Linked DNA regions of Rattus norvegicus: region 2 is linked to region 1. A link is a contact called in public Hi-C data. All regions are on one chromosome and are shown on one strand. The core of a region is the stretch at or near the end of the contact, and the rest is flanking DNA. Distances in the headings are between cores, read along the strand shown. Region 1 holds the start of Rpl26l1 (ribosomal protein L26 like 1). Region 2 has its middle 29 kb from the start of Sh3pxd2b.

Evidence for each region. Hi-C and Micro-C count contacts between places; a contact is called where the count stands out from the background.
Region 2: a Hi-C map of kidney shows a contact between it and region 1, with 6 times the contacts expected there. The contact joins the enhancer-like site here to the promoter of Rpl26l1 in region 1. A contact is called at or near these places in 4 of 12 Hi-C or Micro-C datasets (frontal cortex, hepatocytes, kidney and 1 more).

What each region holds. Positions count from the first base shown.
Region 1 is chr10:17,024,021-17,031,623 of GRCr8, forward strand. It overlaps Rpl26l1 (ribosomal protein L26 like 1), which reads right to left and starts at 5,008. Exons shown (of 3, transcript NM_001402099.1): 1 at 4,729-5,008; 2 at 3,277-3,486; 3 at 787-1,077. The coding sequence starts at 4,758. The coding sequence ends at 841. It overlaps LOC134480770 (a long non-coding RNA gene), which reads left to right and starts at 5,048. Exons shown (of 2, transcript XR_010055559.1): 1 at 5,048-5,180; 2 at 7,356-7,603.
Region 2 is chr10:17,389,956-17,397,558 of GRCr8, forward strand. No RefSeq gene overlaps it. Among named protein-coding and RNA genes, the nearest start is that of Sh3pxd2b, 29 kb to the right of the region's middle. Within about 2 kb of position 2,971, at least 12 of the 93 cell types and tissues checked have an H3K27ac peak or open chromatin away from gene starts, as enhancers often do.

The DNA of each region.
Region 1 (7,603 bases), core at 3,758-6,257:
GTGTCTGAAGGCAGTGACAGTGTGCTCACACGCCTATCAATCCTTGCTTTGTGTACAGGGAGAACAGGAAGTGGAGTTTGGTGGTGCAGCATGTGTCTGACAAACTCAAGGTCCTGTGTTCTATTTCGGCATGCAGAGGAATAAAGTCTGTCTAATGCATTTTGATCAAAGGATGACTTCCTGGGGGTGACGGTATTTCACATCTATCAGAAAGCTCAATCTTGTAATTTAATGAAGTCTAAAATCCATTCGCCAGGAGGAGTCAAAGGCTCGGCCTCATGCAGGCATTCTTTGGAATCTCACATTGTAAAGGTTGGAATTGGGTAAAAACTAAAAATCCAAGGACAAACGAAATGAAAGTTGAATCTCAGCACAGGTTGCTAGTTCTTCGTTAGCTCCAGCAGGGGAACACTTCAGCGAGAAAACATATTTACGAAGTCTAGACCTTGGGGAAGGGAGTCTGGTCAAGGCACTGTAAGTGACTTAGTTCATGAAGGGATCTGGGAACAGCAGTCAGGAAGCCCGAGGACCATCTGTCGGGCATGGAGTGCAGACGGACAGCAGTAGGAACCCAGTGGGTTCTGAGGGTGTCAGCTAGTGTCCTGATACCAATCGGCAACCCCCTGCCTCAGAAACCAGAGCCCTGCCCCACCTCCTCCACAGGCACAAGAGTGAGCGAGGCCTATCGCTACTGCTGTGCTGCTCCACATATAAGTATTTGAGAGACCCACGGAGGGGCCAATGAGATGGCTTTTATTTATGAAATAATGCAAGTGCCACGTGGAATTAGGAGATGGTTCCAATTTTTATTTGTAAATCATCAAAACTGCGAAAGGAGATTTACAGAGTCAGGGGCAAAACAGGTGGACAACGAAACACCTCAGACACACTTTGCAAAGTTTCAAAGAGGCCGCATGAGGCCTCTCTGGTCAGCCCCTGTGGCACAACTATGTTCACTCTTGTATTCCCAGTGAGTTCCTTATATCGGCCTTTCTCTTTCCCAACTTTCGGAGACTTGGCTTTGAGTTCAACAGTTATCTTCTGGTCTTTGTCTGATTCCAGTGAAGTGATAACTGCCTGTTAGGAGACAAAACAGAGTCGTAAGTGGAAGGAATTTTATAATCTCCACAATTCTGAGCAGTGGACCCTCCCTTGGGTTCCTCCTGCCAGCCACTCTCAAGACCCTGGATCTCTTGAGGCCCCCACAGTTCAGTGATGTGATGACAAGGGACAGAAACTTTGCTTACATCCCTGGCTGGTGAGAAGCAGTTCAGAAAAAAAAAAATCTGGATTCTCACCAGCTGCTGGGTACCAATGCAGGGACTAAGAAGACGGGATTCTAACCACGCAGTTTACAGATCTGAAGCTCAGAGAAAGCCTCTCCAGCATGTGAATGAGGGTGAACAGCGCTTCTTAGCTGGGTGGGGAGGCCCGGGAAGAGAGCTCTGCCCTTTCCTCTCGGGATTCTTCCTAGTGAACGAGGGCTACTTTGAATGCGTGGGCCCTCTTGCCCTCCACTTGAGGGTACAGCATCGTCAAGAATGTCAAGATAGAAGCACCTCTACAACAGTAGTTCTCAGCCTTCTGAGCGCCGTGACGCTATAATATAATATAGTTATGTTATATTATAACTATAATACAGTTTCTCATGTAGTGGTGACCCCAGCTATAAAATTATTCCATTGCTACTCTGTAACTGTAAATTTGCTACTGTGATGAATCGTAATGTAAATATCTGATATGGAACCCCTGTGGGATCTTGACCCACAGGATATAAACTACTGCTCTAATCCCTACTGATGCCGCTAAGCCTGCCTGCCCTCACCCAGCCAGGGATCCCCATTTTGCTGGGTTATTATCTGTCCTTGCTGGTTTTGTGTGTCGACTTGACACAAGCTGGAGTTATCATAAGGAGCCTCCCTTGAGGAGATGCCTCCATGAGACCCAGCTGAAGGCATTTTCTCAATTAGTGATCAAGCGGGGAGGGCCCTGCCCATTGTGGGTGGTGCGTCCCTGGGCTGGTGGTCCTGGGTTCTATTAGAGAGCAAGCTGAACAAGCCAGGGGAAGCAAGCCAGTAAGTAACATCCCTCCATGGCCTCTGCATCAGCTCCTGCTTCCTGACCTGCTTGAGTTCCAGTCCTGACTTCCTTTGGTGATGAACAGCAGTGTGGAAGTGTAAGCTGAATAAACCCTTTCCTCCCCAACTTGCTCCTTGGTCCTGATGTTTTATGCGGAATAGAAACACTAAGACAATATCCATGTAGACAATTGTACCTCAGCCTTCTTATGCTGTACCCATTTGATGTAGATGTCATACTGGTTTTGGCACACTAGGGCTACCTTGCTGACCTGCTGACTTTACAGTCTCCTCAAACCACCTAGGACAGCACAGCATACGGAGGAAGCTGTTAGGAACACGTGGGCTGAACACATAAACTTCTGAACGACACAGTCTTGGCAGTCAGAGCTAGTTTTTTTTTGTGCTGTACGCTTGTCCTGAGGTTGCCTGATGTCTTATGTTAGACCCCAGCACCACAACCCCAAAACTACCCCTGTGGCTGGGAGTGAAGTCGGCGGTGGGAACTGTGTTTACGACTCACAGGTCCCAGCACTGCGGAGGTCTACCATGGTAGCGCATGCCCGTAATTCCAGCACTCGGGAAGATCAGAAACCCAGCGACATCCTCAGCTACATGCTCTGTATTATTTAACTTGAGTTTCAGTTTCTTCATACCTAAAACACAATTCATATATATATATGACATATGGATATGAATATATTTAAACTCCTTTATATCATACTTTTTATATTCATCTAGTTAATACATTTTATTTTTTTTCCCTACCCAACAAGTATTGACAGAGCCCTGTTAGGAGCCAGGGCTGAGACCGGCCAACAAACAAGATGGCAGCTCTCTGGCACATGTGAGAGGCGGTAAACAGTTATAGGCGAAGTATAGGCCTCTCTGTCCCTTTTCCTTTGTGTGTCTCTCTCTCTGTGTCTATCTTTTTTTTAAAAAAAAATATTATTTATTTAATGTATATGAGTACACTGTAGCTGTCTTCAGACACACCAGAATAGGGCATCATCTCATCACAGATGGTTGTGAGCCACCATGTGTTTGCTGGGAATTGAACTCAGGACCTCCAGAAGAACAGTCAGTGCTCTCTAACCACTGAGCAATCTCTCTAGCCCCGTCTGTCTTTTGAAACAAGGTCTCCTTGCTGTCCTGGAACTTGCTTTGTGGACCAGGCTGGCCTGAGAGATCCCCATACCTCTATCCCCTGAATGCTGGGAATAAAAGAGTAGATCACCACGCCTGGCAGATGCAGACGACTCTTTTGAGAAGCCGGACTATGAAATGGGGGAGCAGAGCAGTAGCGGGAAGGATATGTGGAGAAAGGAGAGAATATGAATTTTCCAGCTTGCTTGCCAAGGAGAGCGATTTCCAAGGTTGCTGTGGCCTGAAGGCTCTTGACTTTCTCCTTTAAAGAAGGCAAACATTTTCAGGTTCACGTTGGTTTTCCAAGACAGGGTCTCTCTCTATAGCTCTGGCTGTCCTAGAACTCGATCTGTAGACCAGGTTGGCCTCAAACTTAGGAGATGTATCTGCCTCAGGCTCCTCAGTGCTGTGATTAAAGGCGTATGTATAATGATGTGTATAAGTCTTTGTGTGTCACATGACTGCAGTGTCCATGGGGCCAGGGCATGGAATCCCTCTGCAGCTGGAGTTACAGGCGGTTGTGAGCTGCCGGACATGAGTGCTGGGAGCTAAACTCTGATCCTCTGTAGGAGCAGTGCACACTCAGAACTGCTCAGCCCGGCCTGCCTGTCACTGGCCTTGCTCTTTTCACTTCACTCCAGTTATATTTCCTTACTAACTGACCCCTCAACCATCAGATGTCCAATACACAAAGCTCCTCACTTTATCTCACATCATTCCCTAAAACAATAACTCTCAGCTGCGGAAGAAGGGCAAAGGGGACTCAATAATCCTGGCACTGGCTGAGCAGAGGCCAGGGATGCTGTTAGCATCCCTGCATGCAAAAGGGTAAAAGGAGCTTCCCACAACCACCCTGCCCAAGAAGCCCTGTGCAGTTGTGAGCTTCCCGGAGGAGGGCTGCCTCAGTCCTGCTCATTGCTATTGTCGGACGAATGCCTGCTGAGTGAACAATAACACTCTTCGGGCAAACAATCTAGTCTCTGCCTATTCTGTGTTATTCCCCATTCCCAGTCCTCATCCTGCCACGCCCCCACTCAGTCACACCCTATGCTCCAGTCCCAGGGAACACGTGGTCTCTGATTATTTTTGTACTTCTGATCTGCAGCTACCAACTCATTTCCCTTGCCACATCTATCTAGTATCATTGCATGGTAAATTCTTACAGATCCCTGCCCACCAATTCTGCTAAACTCAAGAGACACTACAGCACTTTCTCCCTTTAAAGACTGGCTCAATGAGGCATCATGAGCTATAGCTGGCAAACTAAAGGCCAGTGGGCTAAATTGAGAGAGATGTTTTCAGTCCTGGCATATTGTTCTATGGCCATTATCGAAAACTGAACGCTCCTAGGCAGGACAGGCACAGTAGTGGCTCCGTTCTAATACGTCTGCAGTACTCTGCTGTCTTGATTGAAGTCTTGGGGCATATGACAGGATTTCATGTTAAGGGGGTGAGTGAACTTTATGCTCCTGGGGAACTAGAACTCGAGGACGCTTGGGTGTACCTGGACCTTGTTGTCCTTGCGAATGGGCATGGAACAGACGCACTACTTCTGCCGCAGTTCCTTGGACAGCGGCAAAGACATAGTCTTTCGGAGCACGTGGGAGGGAGCATTGAAATAAAGTTTGAGGCTTAAGCTGCGGTCCGAGGTCAACAAGGGATGAAACTGCCTGGTGATCGCCTGCAAAAAGCGGGAAAGGAGGTAGTCCAGGGACGGTTCTGGGTCCTAGAGGAACCACTACTATTCACTCATCGGTTCCGGTTCCGGTGGTGTGTGCGCAGGCCCGGAAATGACATTTCCTTTAACCCAAGCATAGAAGGAATGCGGGTCTCCGCTTCCTGCCGCAGGAAAGCGGAACAGCTCCCCCTGCGGCTGGAGTTGAGTCTCAGCATGGTCTCTCGGGGAGTGGAGTAGGCAGGACCTGAGGCTGGCGGCACCCCTAATGAAACCGCTTTGTAAGACCTGAAACAGAAGCTCATCGATGCTTCTCTGGCTTCAGTTTCTGGTTTTGTGTCGGGGATCGAATCCAGGGCTTTGGGACCCTTTCTAGCCTGGCTTGATGTCTCATTCCTAACATTCCTATCACTCCAGTACTGGGGAGGTGGAACCAGGGGATCAAAAGTTAAGAGCTTGCCGGGACCGTCATAAACAAACCAACTAACCAGGACATATTCTGTTGGGTACTTAGACAGGCATTAGCCAACTCGGGGACCACTGAGGATGGACTCCCTCCAGATCTATTCGGCCTCCCCCTCCTCCTGTTCCCTTGATAAAACACCAATTTTAAGAAAGGGAAGCACTGTAAATTGCCCCTCTTTAAGATTTAAAATTTCAAAGGAAAGAGAGGACGCTTAGTAAATGACTAAGATACAGATCTTGTTTGCCATGACACTTTGGGCATTATTCCCAGAAGACAACTCTTCTTTACCCTTTTACCTTGCCCGGCACAAGCTACTTTGAGACTTTTTTTTTTTTTTCTTTTTTTCGGAGCTGGGGACCAAACCCAGGGCCTTGAGCTTGCTAGGCAAGCACTCTACTACTGAGCTAAATCCCCAACCCCGCTTTGAGACCTTCATGACCCAGCCTGCTGCATTCTTAGACCCTGAACCGTGTGGGAAGATGGGAAAGGAAAGGGGAAGGGAGAGCAGGGAACCTAGCACCCCAGTCAGGAGGCCAAAGGTACAAAAAGGAGGGGTGGGTAACCAAAATGTCTGGGTTACATAGGGAAGAGCCTCTGGGGGGAATCAACCCAACTCGAGTTCAGGGTAGAGGGCAGGGAGTGCCAGCCATACCATGTAAAGTATCCCGGGGTTGGGGATTTAGCTCAGTGGTAGAGCGCTAGCCTAGCAAGCGCAAGGCCCTGGGTTCGGTCCCCAGCTCCGAAAAAAAGAAAAGGAAAAAAAAAAGTATCCCAAGGGATGCTGGGAGAACCTGGAGGAGGCCGGGTGCTCTTTAATATGTAATTAGGCACCTGAGTCAGGGTTTGAAACTTAACTGGTGTGCGCTGCAAGCTGTCCTCAGCATCCTGGTTACCAACCCTCCATCCATGGATATTCAAGTCTAATCCATCATAATGTTTGCTTGGCATATGTATGTAAATTTGGATGCATATGTCTATCCTGTGCATACATACTTAAATCATATCTAGATATAACAACCAGTACAATATAAAGGCTTTATGTGTTTTGATACTGTATTGCTTAGGACATGAAAAAAATGTGTACATATTCAGTAAGGATGAACTTTTTAAAAAAAATTTAAATATTTTTCACCTGTGTCTGGTTCAGTTTGGGAGAACCCTACCCATGTGACAGGCTGATTGTACACTGTCCATATTCTTTAAACACCATGACACACCTTTCAAAAGCCATCTGTCTGGCTTCTTCAGAATTACTAAGAAGTTTTATATGTAACATTTTGGGTCCTGCTACAATTTTATAAAAACACATGGTCGAAGGTCGAAGGTCAGGGTTATATCTGAATTATTTTAAATTAAAATAGAATGTAATTTATTGATGCTGGGGATTGAATCCAGTAGTAACATATTAAATACATATTCTACCACCGACTCACACTTGCTTGTCCCTTAAATTTGAACTTTTAAAAAAGAGTTCTCTCACCTTCCAGGATTTTTAGGGTGAACCAATGCTTGTTGCCCCCCCAACCCCTAAACCCCGTTTGTTTAGCTCTTGCTTGGATCATAAAGTCATCCCTGGTACCAAGTGTGTCTTTCGTGCTGGACCGGGAACTGCCAGCTTTGTAGTCCTAATTTTCTGATCTGTAGAATGAGTATGATCTTAGTAGGTTGTCATAAGATTTAAACGACTTTCCTAAAGTGTTGAGAACCGCGTGTGGCACGTAGCAGTTATAATCAGTCTTCATAAGAAAAATCAGATATGTGGGCTCACTCCAGGATAGTCCTTTGCATTTACTGCAGTCTTCAAATTTAGGCTTTTTATGCCGAGGACTGGCGCTCAGTGCGCAGACTCCTAAACGGAATCACAATGATGCGAACCATTAGCTTTGTTTGATGGAAATATGTGCGATGCGCCACGCTGACGATAGTGTGAAGTGTACTTCCTCTACCGTTTATTTTTAATTTTTGTTTTTTTTTTTTAACCGATTGACAGCTTTGGGAGAGAGCCAGCTCACAGTCTTCAGTCCGCAGCCGTCCCCGGTCCACCTCTGGGTCCTTTACCTGCCTCTCTTTACCCTTGCACCGGAGCGCGTCTCCTCTTGTGTTGGAAGATTGCTGGTAGCGCGGGCGCCACCTGCAGGCTGGTCAGATTGAGACTCGCTGCGCATCCTCTAGGAGAGAAGTATTGGCGGCCCTGTAAAGGCCCCTCCCTGGCACTGTAGCAGCGAAGAGGGAGTGAAA
Region 2 (7,603 bases), core at 1,721-4,220, 360 kb after region 1:
TAGGGTTGGCACCACCCACAGTGGACTGAGCCCTCCCACATGGATCATTAAACAAGAAAATGACACAAAGACTTGCAAACAAGCCAGTGTGCTACAGACAATTCCTCCACCTCTTTTTAGATGATTTTAGCTATCTCAAGCTGACAAAAAAGCTAACCAACCTACTGTGTTCCAGCCAAGTCCCCAACCTGGCTCATTGCCAGAACTTTCCTAGGTGGTGCTTGGTGGAAGTCTTGAGATCATTGATGGGTAGCATGGTGGGGATACTGAGACCCCATTCCCTTTCTTTTCCTCTTTCATTCATATCCTGCTCTTAATTTCTTGTCTACCCCGGGTACCACTACCAGTGCCCCATGCTGGGCCAGCTCCCCACAGCACCAAACTCAAAGAGGTCGCACAACTGTAGAATGAAGCCTCCACAATGGAAGCCAGAAGAGATCTTCTGTCTGTCACAGAGGGCAACTTCAGAAACTCCCGACAGGCCATGGTGTGAGCTGTTGTCCTCACAGAGGATGCTGTGTCCATCACAAGAAAAGATGGACATTCAGCTCAACGCTACCGTTTTACATCGGGTCTCTGAGGAGGTGGGGTTTCATCCCAGACCCTGTACCCCAGACACCAGTCAGCTGAGAACACACTAGGAAGGTCCGAGGTCCACATCACACTGCTAGGCGCTCATTCTAGATTGAGGTGCATGAAGTGACCTCAGCTTCGCCCTTTCTTCCTTGGATGCACCCCATGAGAATGTGTTCTGATTTCAAGAATTAATTTTGAAGGAGACTAGCAGTCGGTGACCATTCTTCGATAATGATCTGTCTTGACACCAAATGGGGTGGAATGGTGACCTTTCTGATGTCTGGGAGAGATGTCCAGAGTACAAACCAGAGAGAGTCAGACCAGAAGTTTGAGGTGGGGGGAGATTAACTCTCCACACCTGTCACAATGCTGAACTCCACAGGACGTGTCCCTGGGGCTCATTAGTTTCCTGGAAGCCTGAAGCATGCTGGGAGAAGGTCTTTTCCCTTAGCATTTGGGCGAAGGGAGGAGAAGCACACTGGTATATTAGCATTTTTATCCCATGTCTATAATTACGAATCCAATAAACACTTGGGGGAGGGACAGAGGTTGGCTTCTGAGAGGAGGCTGGGGTAAAGAAGCCTTGTGACACTTTTTAAAGTATCATGTATCTTGCTTTTTAGTGACACATGAGTAGTATATAAAAAACGATTACCCTATCAGATTAGAGGAACCTTGTTGAAGGTCACCCCAAGTCCTACTCCACCCAGCCCCACTAGAACGTGACAGCCTCGCCCTTCGCCCGAACTTCTCCAGGCCTTGATAACGCTTATGGACCTGCTGGATCAGAGATCTGTGTTTCACTTTTTGTCTTGTTTGTATGTCTTGTGGGCATGGAGGGGGAGGAGGCACATAGGTGTGTAGGTGACATGCGTGCATGCGTGCGAGCGTGGGTGTGTGTTTGTGTTTGTGCTTACATATGTAGAAGCCAGAGGACAGCCTTGGATGTCATTCCTCAGACACCACCTTTTTTGTTAACATAGTCTCACTGAGCAGGCTGTCTGTCTGTCTGTCTGAGCTCCAGGGATCTTCCAGTCTGATTGCCCAGCTTTGACAGTATCAGCCACCACGCCTGACTTTTGGACACGGGTTCTAGGTGTTCAAACTCGGGTTCCTCAGCCATAGTTTTTGTTTTTTTAAATACCTGCTGTATGTATACATGTGTCTACAATTCGCTTTTCTTTTTCCAACATAATCCCCTGTCACTTACAGAGGAAAGCCTTCTGAAGTAATGATTTACAATCCTAACAAGCCTGTATAAAAGACGCGCAATCCAGATATTTTATTGATGATCCTATGCCTGGATTGGGCAGGGCTAGGGCTGTCCTCACTCAATCCCCAGCTACAACACCCCCATTACTCGACGTTTCTCCTGCCCACACGGTTCTGGTCTATGGTGGCTTCCTCCTCCTCAGTCTTCCTCTCCTCCTTTCTCTCTCTCTACCTGCAACTCCCTTCTCAAACCTCCAGTCCTACCCTCGTCCCTCCCCTGCCCAATCACAGGCTCCAGCCTTTTATTGACCGGTTAAGCTGTGGAGATGGAGTCATAACTTGGGTACCTGAGGATCTGCTCCACACACTCCCTGCTTGTAAACATCCCTGCCTCAGTTTCCCCACCAGTGGCATGGAGGCATCCCCTAAAGGACATGGGCAGGCGCTGGTGTACCCTGAACTGTCTGTCCATCAGCCTAGGCGGGCCTCCTCTGCTCCACCTCCAAAGCCCCCCCCCCCTGATCCTTTGTGACTCACCCCCTCCCCGCCTCCCTGTGGTCTGCTCTGCTGCTTCTAGGGCTGCGAAAAAGAGCTCGGTGGCTGTCTTAAAATAGCAGCCCGTCTCTCTCCTGTGTGCCTCTGAAAGCAGCTGCGTTTGGTTTTGTCTGGAACTGTCTGGAAACTGAGACAATGGACTCAGGACACTGTCACCAATCCTCAGACATAGCAATCTGTCAATCAACTCTCACACCAGGAGCTCATGCAGGGAATAGATGATCTGCACCAAACGTTCCCTTCACAGGCATGGGTTAGAAGCCTAAACTGGGGACAGCAAGCCCTCCCCTCCCCACACTGCCCTGTGGGAAAGGACGCTAGCTCTGCTTCCCATAGGTAACAACACCAGGCAATCTCAAGCAAGCACCTCCCATCCATGAGACCATTTAACATCACAAAGCACCTTTCTGTCCTGAGACTGGGGGATGGATGAACTGTAGAACTGATTCGGCCCGCAGTGCTGGAGGGTAGGAGGGCTAAGGCATCTGCTGAGAGCCTCGAACCACACTGCAGGGTGGAGGATCTAGAGTATAAGAAAATAGTAAGCTCAGCTCTTATTGTAAAGACAGTGGTGCCACCTTGGGGCCCTCTCTCAGCTGTTTATGACTACCAGGCAGGCGGTCTCCAGCGCGCCCTCTGCAGGTCACTGCAGGTATGTGCAAGGCTACTCCAGTATCGTCAGCACCTCCAACATCACCATGCCTTTGCACAACCAAATGTTTGTTAAATGTCTATTTGTAGGGCCGCACTCAGATCCGTGTAATTGCCGGGGGTCAGTTCAGACACAGTGGCACTCTGGCGGGACTGTAGAAGGCATCTCACTGCCCTCGGGTAGCTTCTTGCATGCCAGGAGAGATTCCTATGCCACGTGAGGGAGGACAAAGATGTGGCAAGAGCTGACCTGGAGCCACGAGCGGTCCTGGATCTGATGGGAGAGCCGCGTTGAATGATGGGAGAACAATTCCGTTCTGGAATCCTGGACTACATAAACAGAAAGGCGGCTGAGCACAAGCTCTCTCTGCTTCCAGAATGTCTATACAATATGACCACCTCCTCTTCTGCCACCGTACCTTCCCACCATGATGGACTGTACTCCATAGAGCTATGAGCCATAGTAAACTGTTCCTTAAGTTGCTTGTACCCGGTTGTTACAGCAACAGTGACTAGTATTGAAAATTGGTACCTGGGGCAGGATGGGAAAGTGGACATCAGGAGGTGCTGGTGCTGCTGTGAGAAACCCAACCGTGTGGTTCTTAGATCTTTTGAATTGGTTTGTGGGAGACATATGGAAAAGCCTAGAATGTTATCCTAGAAAGTCCCTGGGACACCGTAAGCACAGACTAATGGAGACATTTTGATAGGAGCCTGAAAGACAAGGATGCAGAGAAACGTGAACAGTAGAGAGCCAGCAAGGCTTTGGGGGAAAGGCTCTCTCAGGAAGTGAGTTGAGGGACATTGTGTGGTATTCTGACTGCATTCTGCCTACGTCCTGAGAACATGAGTGGGGTTTTATTTAAGGAGAACAGGCTGCTGTGTCTGGCAGAGGAAATCTCCAGACAGGAGACCATTCAGGAGATCATTCAGGCTGTGGCAAGGTCATTGCTTACAGCTCTCACTGAGGCCCCCAGTGAGAGAGAAAAAGGTGTACCCGAAAGAGAAGATGATGTTTGGTTAAAAGGATGTGCAGGTAAGATTAAGTTTCAGGGAAGGGCCTAGCAAGCGCAAGGCCCTGGGTTCGATCCTCAGCTCCGAAAAAAAAAAAAAAAAGTTTCAGGGAAGGAGGATTGGGTGTGACTGTTAAGGAGATGAGTAAGTAGCATTAAAGAGAAGCAGACCCTGGTGACAAGAAAGGTGCCCTAAGGGTATGACACACCCCTAAAGGACTCCGTACTGTGAAAATGCATATTCATTTAAGAGGAACTAAGGACATCATATAGGGTTGGTTGAGTGATCCCAGGAAGTGTTTCCCAGGGCCAGCACTCAAAAGCCAGTGCAACTGTGGTCTCCACCCACCCAGGGAAGGCACAAGAACTTGGTGGCAACAACCACAGTTTTTGTGTGGATTTGGTTTTGCAGATGTGAGGGATGCAGGATTGCAAGGGCCATAGAGCCGTGTCCCACAGCTCCAGAGAGCCACTGAATCCAGTCCGTGTGTTACGGCACCTGCAAGGAGGCCCTGAGAGGTTACTGTACAAAAGTGAAGCCCAAGCTGCAGTGGAGACTCCAGAACCATGAAAGATCTGCTAAAGAAAGCTGCAGGCAGTACAACAATGCCAAGCAACCAGAGCTTCCAGGGACTAAGCCACTACCTAAAGACTATACATGGACTGACCCTGACTCTGACCTCATAAGTAGCAATGAGTATCCTAGTAAGAGCACCAGTGGAAGGGGAAGCCCTGGGTCCTGCTAAGACTGAACCCCCAGTGAACTAGACTGTTGGGGGGAGGGCGGCAATGGGGGGTGGGTTGGGAGGGAAACACCCATAAGGAAGGGGAGGGGGGAGGGGGATGTTTGCCCAGAAACCGAGAAAGGGAGTAACACTCGAAATGTATATAAGAAATACTCAAGTTAATAAAAAAAAAAAGAAAGAAAGAAAAGAAAGCTGCAGGCATGGGATGGACCAGACAGGGAGGGTAGGGGGAGAGGGGGAGGGAGGAGGGAGGAGGAGAGGGGAGGAAGGAGGGGAGAGAGGAGGAGGAAAAGTGAAGGGGGAAGGGGAGAGGAGGAGGAAAAGTGAAGGGGGAGGGGGGAGGAAGAGGGACATTGAAGGGGAAGGGGAAGGGGGAGGGGAGGGGGAACGGGAGGGGGAAGGGGAGGGGGAGGGTGGGAGGCTGGGCCCAGGCAGCAGAACTGGAGGGCAGGACTGACCATTCCCCTTGGAACTGAGACAATTCTAGCACAAGCCCCAGACCCAAAGTGGAGTTGTGGAATTTGGTGTTGGCCCTGCAGACTGTCTGACTACTTTGGACCTAGCTTTCCTTCTGCTCCATTCTTCCTGTTAGGAATGGGAACACTCACCCTGCGCTATGCACATCGTTTTTAATAGGAGGTCATAGTGAAGAGATGGAGTCTCAGATGAGAGTTGGATTTGTCTCTTTTGAAGGGTGTGGAAACTTAACGGTCATGTGGACTTTTGAGGTTGGTCTGAATACATTCTGTGTTATAATTGCATGCCTATAGGGACAGCGGGTGAAAGGTTATGGCTTAAGAGCAGTGTGTTTGGGTGTCAAGTTGACAAGAGGTAGAGCTGTGATAGTTTATACTGGTTATCAACTTAACGAGATTTATAATTACCGTAGAAGGAAGCCTCTGGGCACGTCTGAGAGGAAGTTTTTAGATTGGGTTCATTGAGATGAGAAGACCCGCTTTAAATGTGGGCTATGCCATTTCGTGGACTAGGGTCCTGAATTAAATAAAAACAAAGTGAGGTGAGCAGCAGCATCCGTCTCCCTCTGCCTCCCGAGTATGGACAGAATGTGACCAGCCGCCTCAGGCTCCTGCTGCTGTGCCCTCCCTGCCCTAGTGGGCTGACTCCTTGGAGCTGTGAGCCAATCAAATCCTTTCTTCCTAAGCTGCTTGCCTGGTACCTGTCACAGTAGCAAGTAGCTGGTACCCATCCACAAATCTCACTAAAAACCCAGACCTCAGATGGGCATGGCATCTGTAATGCCAGGCCTCAGAGCACTGGGGAAGCCTGTGCTGAGGCAGGAGGATTGTGGATTTGAAGCTATCCCGGGCTGAACAGCAAGAGCCTGTCTCAAAACACAAACAAATGAATGAATGAATACATAAATAAATACTTAAGAGAACATTCTGGCCACAGAGAATAGGCTCCCTAAAGTCTCCCCTCCAGCATTGTTTTAAAAGAGAGCATTTATGTTTCACATTGTCTTCACAAATGAACCAGCAGAGTGAGGACTTGCTTCAAAATAAGCCTATGTGGTGAACAGGGAGGGAGAGGGACCTGGTTGGAGCCTGTGGCCACAGGGCTTAGGCCTGTTGCTATTGCCCCAGTGTTTCTTCTTTTCTTTCTAATAATTGTTTTTATTAATAATTTTATTAATTTTTTATTGGTGCTTTTCCTGCACACACACACACATATATATACACACACACATACACACACATACACACATACACACACATATACACACATATATACACACACATACAGATATATATATACCCACACACATATATACACACACATACACACACATATATTCACACATACATACATATATACACACACATACACACACACACACACACACACACACACACACACACACATCTGGATGTTGGATCCCCTGGAGCTGGAGTTACAGACACTTGCAAGCTGCCATGTATGTTGGGAGTTGAACCCAGGGCCTCTGGAAAAACAGACAGTGCTCTTAATCGCCAAGTCATCTCTCCAGCACCCACTGTGATGTTTCTAATTGGTTTTTGTCTGACTTTTTTGTGGTGATTTTAAAACCTCCACAAATAAGGTTCTGGAAGAAAGTACTCTAGTTCTCCTGTGTCGTAGATGAAGATCGCAAAAACTCAAGAGAGGTTAGATCACTGCTCTGTAAGATCAGACTGCCTGCTTGGCGTTCAGTATTTAAACACAGGTCAGGGTGAATTCGGAGTCTACACTCTCCACAGCAGCAGTCATTTTCTTAAAACCCACAAGATAACAACGTCTAGCTAGCTGTGCAAATGTTCAAGAAGGAGAGAGAGATCTTCACTGGGTAAAATGACAGCCCAAGGACAGTGTGGAGGACTCTACTGCCATACAACAAGAGGGAAAGTTTATTCTTGCAGTTCGGGGAAAAAGAAAGGTTGCCGCTCTTTCTCCATCCTCTCTTTCAGGATTGAGGCTGGTGATAAAAGCAGTAAAGGGGTATGTCTTGCCTGGCTGCTGTCTCTCCAGAGACAGGTCTCAGGGCAAAGGCAGGTGAGCGGTGGCACCAGGACCTGGCCCTTGCTGGTGGCCTTGTAAACCAGCTGTCCCCTCCAGCAAAGCATTCAGTCCTCAGCGCACAATGAGGTGGTTGGGTGGGGTGCCCTGAGGAGGAAAACTGTACCCACGTAGATCCATCATTGTCCTGTCCGCTTGGGGACCTTGGAACAAGGTGGCAGCCTGGGTCAGGTGCAGAGGTCGCTGCAGCTCGGGAGAGAAGAGAAGGCGGTGAGCACCCCCATGTGGCGGGACCGGGAACTGCGCAGCAGCAAGCAGAATGTCAGTGTCACAGGCCCCTGCCATGCACTTGGCTCT